Linked DNA regions of Mus musculus: all the other regions are linked to region 2. A link is a contact called in public promoter capture Hi-C data. All regions are on one chromosome and are shown on one strand. The core of a region is the stretch at or near the end of the contact, and the rest is flanking DNA. Distances in the headings are between cores, read along the strand shown. Region 1 holds the start of Canx (calnexin). Region 2 holds the start of Zcchc10 (zinc finger, CCHC domain containing 10). Region 3 holds the start of Sparc (secreted acidic cysteine rich glycoprotein).

Region 1 (3,136 bases), core at 219-2,718, 3.0 Mb after region 2:
CCTCATTTTTATTAAAATTTCACATTTATTAATGTATGTATGTGAATTTGTATAGAGGTCAGAGTACAATTCAATCTCTTCTTTCACCACGTTGAGTTCTGGGAATTAAATTCAGGCCATCAGGTTTGGTGGCAAGTGTCCTTACCTGCTGAGCCATCTCCATTGCTCCCAAAACATTTTTAGTATATGGATCCCCCAAATACCTGAGAGTCACTTTTTTGCTCTTCTGTACAATTTTCTCATCTCAAGAACTTCCTTCCAACTCCACCTACAGAAAATTTGCATATCTATGAGGTCCAGTTCAAGTCTTTGTCAGTTTAGACAGAAAAGTTCTGCCTCAACTCCTCTACTCCTTCAGTACTGACATATTTTAACACCTCTCTGCAGAAGTCGATTTTTTGGCTTTCTTAAATTCAAGGCCATCTTGGGTAACACAAGCCAGAACTCAACCTAAGTAAATTTAGAATTTTTTTTTAAATTATGTGTACTGCCTGTGCCAAGCTGGCTTCAAATTTTCATTTTGAACATGCTCTTTATAAGGCAAATAAGGAAAGCAATTTCTCTTCTTTAAAATTAGGGAGAGAGAATTGGCGGTTACTAAATTGACCCAAACATCAAATCCTTACTGCCTTTCTCTTGGGGTGGCAGGAACAAAGCTCGTTTCACATGTAGAAAAACCTGCTGTTTCTTTCCACATTATTCAAAGCTTTGGGTCACCAAATACAACCCGAGGCGATCAGGATTCTCAAGGATCTAGCCAAATCCTTAGCCACTTCAATCTTACAGCGTTATCAGCATATTGAAAAACGAGTGGGTTATGAAAAGGCTATTTTAAATCTGCACATGGCATCACCCTTTTCCTCAACTCTGTCGCTTAGGTATGTCTGATTTTAACGACTAAAATCAGGAAACAGCACGGGCACATGGGAAAGTGACTCCATGTGGCTTGATTGTGAATCTAGGTAGTGTTTTGTTAGGTAAAGAGGTCTCAGGCTCCTGAGCTCAGGGCGATGACTCCGCAGGAAAGGCGGTGTCTGCTACCCAGAGGGATTTCACTCACTGCGCAAGCACACCGCCCGACCTCTCACCATTTGTGATGAAGGCCATAGGTCCCAGGCGGGGTTGGGACAGAGTTCCTAACTCAATGGGTCGGAAAGCCGTCTTCTGGATGTCCAACACACCCGCCCTGAGGGACTAGGGCGACCCACGCGAGAACGCGTGCCAGATCCGTCCGCCCTCCGCGGCGCGCGCCCGCCCGTTTGGTGACGGCCCGCCTTCCTCCTTCATACCCAATCAGCAACCACTTCCTGCCTCGCTATTGACCAATCACCACGCTCCACGAAGAATAGCCCTAGGGGGCGTATGGGAAGGCGCTTCGAGCGATGGCTGTATCTACCAATAAATTCTTAGATCTTGCGCAAAGGGGCGGGATCTGACGTTCGTTTTAGCCACTCAGGAACGAGGGGCGGACGCGGGGTTGGGCTTCGTGCGGTGGGGCTCGCTCGCGCGGCGGCCGTAGCCGAGGCCTCTTAGTTCTGCGGCACGTGACGGTCGGGCCGCCTCTGCCGCTGTCTCCACTGCAGCACGGGGCCGGGTGTGCGGGTGGGAGAAGGTGAGGGAGCCGCCAGTGGTCCCCGGGAGGCTCGAGGTGAGACGGGAAGCGTGTGCGGGGATCTCAGGCCCGGGACGAGCCTTGGGGGACTGGGCGAGCGGCGCCGTGGCGGAGGGGGTCGGGCGTGGCTGTAGGCTCGACGACTGAGGGGTCGGGCGGGCTTTCGAATGGCGCAGGCCTGGGCGGACGCGCAGGGCAGTGAGGAGAGCGGCCGGGTTAGAGAGGCTAGCCTGGGCAGCGCCGCCGGGGTCGGGAGGCGTGGCAGGTGTCCTGGGGTTTCCCTTGACCTCTGAGAAAGCTAACAACTTCCTACGGCTTTGCTTCTAGAGCTTTCTTAGGCCCTGGCCAGGCCCACCCAGAGGTGGGCTGAGTAATCCGGTACAGGTGTGGTATTAGAATTCGGCCTAGTAGGTAGCCCAAATAGCAGGGAAAGGTGAAGTAAATCCAGAGATAAGCGTTACAGATTAGAAAATAACTTGCCCAAAGGGAAGACTGGACCATAGCATCCTGATGAGGGAGTAGAATGTACTAGAACGTGTACCGCTTGAGAAACTTAAGGCTTAACTATTAAAGCACCTGCCTATTCGGTGGTGGATAGATAGTAATCCAGTGTGGGTGTTCACAGGACCTTAAGAGCAGGAGATACAAGCGAAAGTTCAGTTAGTGAGGGGAGGAAACTGAGGCCTAGAAGTTTGAAATGACTGGCCCAAGGTCATACAGGTAGTTCTAGTCATCCAGTTGGGATTGTAACTGAGCACTAGACCGTTTGGGTTAAAAGTCCTGGTTCAAGCACCTAACTGCAATTAATCGGGGGAGTGGGAATTTGGGAGATTTTTTTTTTCTACTTTAGGGCTCAGTCCCCAGGAGTAGACAGAATGACTGATGGGCCTTGTATTGAATTCCGAGGGAATGGGAATGAGAAATTGGATGTGTAGTAAAGGTTCAGTGGGTAGGAATCGAACTGGCTTCTTGAAATCCGAATGCCTTGGTCATTACACTGATACACTAATGTTTATATTGAAGGCCTGTGTGCCAAGACCTGAGGACACATTGATGACACTTTGTGTATTAACTGCTGGTCATGACACTAGTGATTGCATTGCTAGTTGTGTGAAGTTAAACCAAACTGAATACTAAAAGCTTGGCAAAGTTGAGCTACAGTCTCTTTACCCTTCAGAAATGGAAGAATCTGCCTGTTTTTTAAAAATAATTTGCCCTCCCACCCCTTTAAAGGGGGACAAGTTGGGTTACCTTAAAAATCTTTGTATATTTTCCAGTAACCTTTGAAAGGGCATGAACAGAATCAATTCTCATGTTGTACTTATACTGTAATTAAGCTTACAGGCCAGGCAGGGGTACACTACAGGTGAGCCAGGCCCTGAAGAACTGTATATAGTAGTGAGCCATTCACAATAGGAGTTTACCGAACTGTCTGTGAATGGGTGTCACCTCCTTGCTATCTTAACTCAACAGTGCAATTAACTCCTTAATCTTTCAAGAGCCACAAGGCATGTGCATCTTGAC
Region 2 (3,314 bases), core at 274-2,773:
GAGTGCTTAGATCAAAAGCACAATCCACCAACGTCAGGCCCAACACTCGGGTTTTAAACTCATAAACCACAGCTTAGGTCAAAAGCAAAGTGCGAAGCAATGCAGGTATTAGATGTATAAACTGTTTCCTTTCAGGTTCGTATTATGACTTTTGATAGGTCTGAGAAATACAACATGACATGCATGTCACACAGCCATGCAGAGTGGGTATGACATTACTGGAGGGTTTTAAGATGAAGTCTTATTATGTTGCCCAGGCTGGACTCAAATTCATGTTCAAGTAACTGGTCTCCGCCCCTTACATCGCTTACACCACTGAATGGGTAGTTATTGAGTTGGTTGGTTTTTTTTCTTTTCGGAGACAGGGTCTCCCTACACAGCTGAGGCTGGCCTGCAGTTTGCTCTTTAGATCAGGCTGGCTTTGACTCAGTGCTACTCCACCTGATTTTGCTTCTCCAGTGCTTGGATTAAAGGCATCTGCCACCAGGACTGATAGTTACTGAGATTCAAACTGGGCATGGTGGCACAAGCTTTTAATCCCAGCATACTGAAGGCAGTCAGATATCTTGAGTTCGAGGTCAGCCTGGTCTACAGAGTGAGTTCCAGGACAGCCAGGGCTACACAGACAAATCCTGTCTCTAAATCTGCCCAACCCACCCCCAAATTCTAACAGACTCATAGCAAATATACCATTTCCTATCTTTCCCCAAATCCTCTGCTGACTCAGTCCTTTCTATGGCTTTTAGTCTGTTTTCAAATGTCACCCCTCACAGATGAATTTCTAGAACTGACTTGAACTGGGCCTTTTGCCTTTCCTCACCACAGCCTCTTATCCCCTTTAAAGCTTAACTTTGTTTTGTTTTTAGAGAGACAGGGTTTCTCTGTGTAGCCTTGGCTGTCCTGGAACTCACTCTGTAGACCAGGCTGGCCCCGAATTCTGAAATCTGCTTACCTCTGCCTCCTGAATGCTTGGATGTACCATCACCATCCGGCTCCTACAAAGCTATTTAAACCACTAGCTGTACTTGTTTAGAGTATCAACAGGTTCCACAATAAAACTGTTAAGCTGCGTAGCTTGAATACATTTTTCTTCAGAGAAACTGTCTGTGAGTGATTGTACTAAAATAATTATTTACAGTGAGAGCTGCAGAAAGTGAAACGGTCGATGGGGAATTAATAGGCATTGCAGACAGGCTTGTTTCTAGAAAGGGCGATAGGAAGGAGGCAGGTACGCTGAAGAGGGAAAAGTTTGGGATCTTGAGAGGGAAGATGTGGGATCAAGCATCCAGGCTACCCTTGACATGTGGACCGGACAGAGGAACACAGACCACCCAACGACCAATTCTTGGATTCATTTCGAACTCTCTTCAAATCCCGCTCAGTTCAGCAGCCTGCGCCCGCTCACTAGCTAGCGGACAGGCGTCTGCACGCCCCCAGCCCTCCTGCACACCCCACAAGCATCTCACTTACGCTTTCCTTCGAGCTATGAGCCGATGCATGGGAGTCGCCATCTTGGAGCGGCTGGAGTCTGCCGCACGGGTTTTTGGGAAACTAGCACCGGTGGGCGGGTCCTTAGAAACCTCTGCGGTCCTGGGCGGGGCCAGACGGGCTCAATTCAGAAGAGGCTAATGGTGGCCACTAGCTGGTTTGTCTTTTCTAATGTGGGCTTGTGTGTTCAGTATGAATAGGGTCTTGAAGGGTGATCTCAAACCAGGGGTCTGTAATACATATGCAGTGGAATTTTGTAGTATTCAAAAAATCCTAAAAAAAAAAAATCCTGTAATCCAGGATTTTGGAGGCTGAGGCAAGAGGATTGCTATGTTTTTGAGGCCAACCTGGGAAAACTTATGGCCCTAGCTCAAAACCAAACCAAACAAAACCAAAAAGGCCAGGAAGTAATGGCCCACATCTTTAATTCCAACACTTGATGGGATTCACGGCCAGCCTCATCTACACAGGGAGTTTCAGGAAAACCAAGGCTGCACACACAAACTGTCTCAAAAAACAAAACACCAAAAACCCCAAGAAATTACAGGTGTCGTCATGATGACTGGATCATTCTGATTTTGTTGTTGTTTGGTTGGTTTTTTGTTTTGTTTTGGTTTTTTTTTTTTTGTTTTTGATTTTTCTTTCAAAGATCTGCGTAGAGGATTTTTTGGTCTTTTTTTGAGACAGGGTTTCTCTGTGTTGCCCTGGCTGTCCCGGAACTCACTCTGTAGACCAGGCTGGCCTCGAACTTGTAAATCTGCCTGCCTCTGCCTCCCAAGTGCTGGGATTAAAGGCATGCGCCACCACTGCCCGGCTGTGTAGAGGAATTTTAATCCAGCAACATGGCTGCTCTGGAAAGGAATCAATCATAAGTGATGGGAGTACAGACATGAGTTCCAGGCCAGCATGGTACAGAGAAAGTTTCAGGTAAAGAAATTTAGTTCCAGGTGTGGTGGCACATTCCTTTAATCCCAGCACTCAGGAGACACAGGCATGCAGATCTCTGAATTCTACTCAGTTTGGTTGAGTCTTAAGAGAGGAGGAGGGGTAAGGGGAGTGGAGAGGGAGACAGGACCAGACAGAAACACCATGTGTTTGCTTGGGATTGAACTCAGGACCTCTGGAAGAGTAGTCAGTGCTCTTAACCTCTGAGCCATCTCTCCAGGCCCCTCTTTTTTTTTTTTTTTTTTTTTAATTGTTAAAGATAACATCTTTAATTTTTCAGGCTGGCCAGAAACTTAGCTCAGGCTAGTCTAATTCCCAAGTTATGACACAAGTTTCTAAAATCAGGATTCAGGATGTAGAGAAAGGAGGACAAGGAGGTTAAGGCCAACCTGGGCTATATAGCAAATATGAGGCCAGCCTGGTCTCCAGAGTGAGTTCCAGGACAGCCAAGGCGACACAGAGAAACCCTGTCTTGAAAAAATTTTTTTTTATATCTACAAAACCAAATCACTCTTCATTAGTCCTCCTCCAGCCCATACCTGACTTATTGCGTTCAGGCATTTGTTTTCCCAGATAAAATCTTTTTAAAACTTCTAATTGATTCTTTGTGGATTTCACGTCATGCATCCCAGGCCTGCTCATCTCCCCATCCCCTCTTATCTGCCCGTCTTCCAACCTTCCCCCCTTCAGATGAATTTCCTGAGTGAAAGTTTGGGGCCTTGAGATGTAGCTCTGTGGTAGAGTTTTTACCCAGTATGTGTGTATTAGGTTCTCTAGAGTCACAGAACTCATGGGTAAGAGAATTTGATGACTTACAGTCTGTACTTCAACTCCCCAACATTGGTCCAAGGATCTAGCAGTAGTTCAGCCCCACGAGGCAA
Region 3 (3,264 bases), core at 124-2,623, 2.1 Mb before region 2:
GAGTGTGGTAGATGAGGGCGTGGCAGGGAAGGCAGGGATCCTGGTGTGTATAAGCTTATCTCTAGACTGTTCTTTTACCTTCTCCAGTCCCCTGTTATCCAAACTCAATGGCTGCTTCGATATCTACGCTTTCAGGAAGTTTCTGCTGATCTGACCCCCTGGGAGAAGCCTTGGGGTCTGCATCACTGAGGAAGTGGTTCTGCACATGAGGTGCATCCCTTTAGCCACACCCCAAACTCCTGCCACCACGTCTATTCTGGTACCTCCCCAGGTAGGCAGGCCCAAAATGTTCAGTCAAGAGCTGCTGCATAGATGAGGAGTGTCCATGTTCCCCAAAGAAGAGTGGGGCTGAAATGTAGACTCAGCGTTCTCAGACCACTTTTGGTCAGGTGTTACTGGGTAAGCTGTTTGCCCTGCGTGAGCCTGTGCCCCTGTTATTAAAATGGCCTCTTGGGACCGGAGAGATGGCTCAGCGGGTAAGAGCACTGACTGCTCTTCCAGAGGTCCTGAGTTCAATTCCCAGCGACCACATGGTGGCACACAACCATCTGTAATGGGGTCCGATGTCCTCTTCTGGTGTGTCTGTCTGGGCTGCAAATGCAGCTTCATTGGTAGCATGCTTGCTTAACAATCATTAACACCCCCCCCTGCCCCCCCCCCGGCCCCGAGGTCAATCCTCAGCACTAAATAAAATAGTCATGGTAGGTAGCACACACATGTAATCCTAGCACCCTGGAAGTAGATAGAAGTAGGAAGATCAATAGTTCAAGGTCATCCTCAGCTACATAGTGAGTGGTCAGCCCAGGCTACGTGCGACCTCTTCCAAAACCAAACAACACCTAAATGAAAGGCCTGTGGCTTCCCCACCAACCCTGCTATTGCTTCTGATCTGACTATCAGTATTATTGCTCTGAGTTTGTCAGGTACTGACAGCGCAAGTCTTCCAGCTTAGTTCTAATCCTTCACGTACCCGTGGTTGGTGCCACTAGACCTAGAGGGGACTTCGCCTCGTTATCAAGGATGATGCCACCAGTATCACCAGTGGCAGCTTGTTTTGTTGGCACTGAGAAAACTGGGTACTTTTGCTCCCCCACTGCCATGCCAGCGTGCACTCTCTGCCTTGCTGTACATTGCTAAGCCCAAGAGAGTGCTCAGGCAAGTTCACTCGCTGGCTGTGTGTAAAGTAGGACAAGGGGCTTAGCCGTGCCTCTGTGACTCTCTCTCTCTCTCTCTTCTCTCGGTTAATGTCTAGGACTCTTCAGTCAGCAGCCTCGGCTCTGAACAAGGCCTGGCCTGTTCTAGGTGATTCCAGCAGCTGTTCCAGCCCTGACCCTCATGTCTGTTTAGGCAGGAGCCCCAGAACAGATGAGACAGGTGGGGCCAGGGTGTCTGGGTAGCACACAGCCTACCACAAGGCAAGGAAGGGAGAAAGAAAAGACAGCTTTGGTTCTGGGGAGAAGGGGGAGGCAGGCCAGGGGAAGGAGGAGACAGAGGAGGAGGAGGGCCTTTGAGTGGAGGCGGAGGGTGAGACAGACCCTGCCCAGAGCTCCAAGAGGCTTCCTGCTGCTCGCCTCTAAACCCCTCCACATTCCTGCAGCCCTTCAGACCGCCAGAACTCTTCTGCCGCCTGCCTGCCTGCCTGCCTGCCTGCCTGCCTGTGCCGAGGTATGCACCTCCCTGTCAGCCCCTGCCCTTCTGTAAGCTTCATCATCTCCTCTCTGCCCCATCCCCATGACCAGTCTCAGGGGGAGGTGAGCTGGAAACCTGTTGCTCACTCACAGGGGAACTTGTTGTCTCTGTAGCACTGCAGAAAATAGCCATGGTTTGCGGGGACCGCTTTCTCTGTGTTCTCTGGTGGCAGAGGCTACTGGTCTGTCCTCTGTCACCCTCGGAGGCAGCTGCCTCCTTTTCTGAGAATCCGATCCTCATTTGCCCATCATGACTGCCAACCCAGAGAAAATCTGGCTGGCAGCCTGTTGGGTCTGGCTTCCTATTCTGGGAGAACAGACATCCAGTTCTGGGTCAGAGCACTGTTGTCCAAATGGGACTTTGCAAGAAGGATAAACAGATCTGTAAACAGCCAAGGCAAGACATTCCCTTTAGTCAGTTCCTCTGGGAAGGCTCTGGTCCCTTCAATCTCTGTCCACCCCCACCCCATCACCCCGTGGCATTTCAGTCAGTCTGAAATGCCATTGTCTCTCCCAGCCTGGGGTTGCCATTGTTCCCAGCCTAATTCTGAGAGGTGGTCATCACTGGCATTAACATTGCTTCTACCGTATCTAGACATCTGAGAAAGCCAACAATTTGATACAATCCAGAGACGACAGGGAGGAGGGTGTGATGGGGAGGAGGGAGACAGAGAGATATAGCTCCAGGACACTTTTCTTGCTACTACTGAATCTATCCAAGACTCAGCCTGTTGAAAGCTTGTCTGCTCCAAGCTGTTCTGTAAACTTCCTGTGACTCCTAGAATGGCTGGAAATAAGCCTCACCTAAGGGGGACAAACAGGTATCAGGCATCTGCCTCAGGGACAGACAGCACACCTGCAGGGAGGGAGTGTCTCCACTGACAACTCTTTTAAGTTTCTAGAACCTTCCTAGTGTAGGGAGTGGAGTGAGATGCGGACCCTACATGAGGTAACAAGCTTTAGGCAATTTGTGGGCGATCTCACATAGCCATCTCCCCTGAGTGTAGCCTTCCTGTCCTAAGGAAGAGGGATAGCTTTTGGGGTACCCGAATTCCCCTAAGACTTCCCAAGCAGGGTCACTTAATTGAGCCTATAAAGTGGTCTACGAATAAGCAACTTCAAAGAGTCTCTGGAATTAGTGTGTGTATGTGAGTGCGCGTGCATGAGTGTTTCTGTTTGTGTTTAAGAGATGATGGGTGTCCACAGCTTTTAGGTTTAAGATATTCCCAAACAGATGCAGACCCCCAGAATGGTGTGACGGTGTAAGGTGTAATTCGGAAATAGAAACAAATTTGTATTTGCCAAGGATTAAACCTGAAAGAAGTGGTTGAGGGAAGAGTTAACTCTGGTTAACTTAGCCATCGGCTGCCACATCGACAGAGCGGCACTGAGGGAGGGGGAGGGGGTGGGGTGGCTCTGGGAGAAGGAGTCAGCTTTTGAAACTTTCTCCAAGCCCCACCCACCAAGAGGCTCTTCTCTCCCGTGACTCACTCCGAGAGGAATGCGAGTTGCCACGGCAACCTCCCCCACCCCCCCACCCTAGGGTCTCTGCGTACTGGCTGGGAGGGGACTCTGG

What was found. Promoter capture Hi-C pulls out the DNA fragments that hold promoters and counts their contacts.
Region 1: a promoter capture Hi-C map of pre-B cells shows a contact between it and region 2, with 4 times the contacts expected there. The contact joins the promoter of Canx here to the promoter of Zcchc10 in region 2. A contact is called at or near these places in 5 of 39 promoter capture datasets (the C10 cell line, hippocampal neurons, liver and 1 more) and 1 of 115 datasets of contacts at active chromatin or transcription factors (large pre-B cells).
Region 3: a contact with region 2 is called in a promoter capture Hi-C map of liver, with 4 times the contacts expected there. The contact joins the promoter of Sparc here to the promoter of Zcchc10 in region 2. A contact is called at or near these places in 1 of 39 promoter capture datasets (liver) and 1 of 115 datasets of contacts at active chromatin or transcription factors (extraembryonic endoderm stem cells).

What each region holds. Positions count from the first base shown.
Region 1 is chr11:50,324,005-50,327,140 of GRCm38.p6, reverse strand. Canx (calnexin) reads left to right here and starts at 1,468. Exons shown (of 15, transcript NM_007597.3): 1 at 1,468-1,648. It overlaps Gm46280 (a long non-coding RNA gene), which reads right to left and starts at 1,389. Exons shown (of 2, transcript XR_001780205.2): 1 at 1,089-1,389; 2 at 1-268.
Region 2 is chr11:53,322,898-53,326,211 of GRCm38.p6, reverse strand. It overlaps Zcchc10 (zinc finger, CCHC domain containing 10), which reads right to left and starts at 1,523. Exons shown (of 4, transcript NM_026479.4): 1 at 1,471-1,523. The coding sequence starts at 1,511.
Region 3 is chr11:55,418,189-55,421,452 of GRCm38.p6, reverse strand. Sparc (secreted acidic cysteine rich glycoprotein) reads left to right here and starts at 1,373. Exons shown (of 10, transcript NM_009242.5): 1 at 1,373-1,665.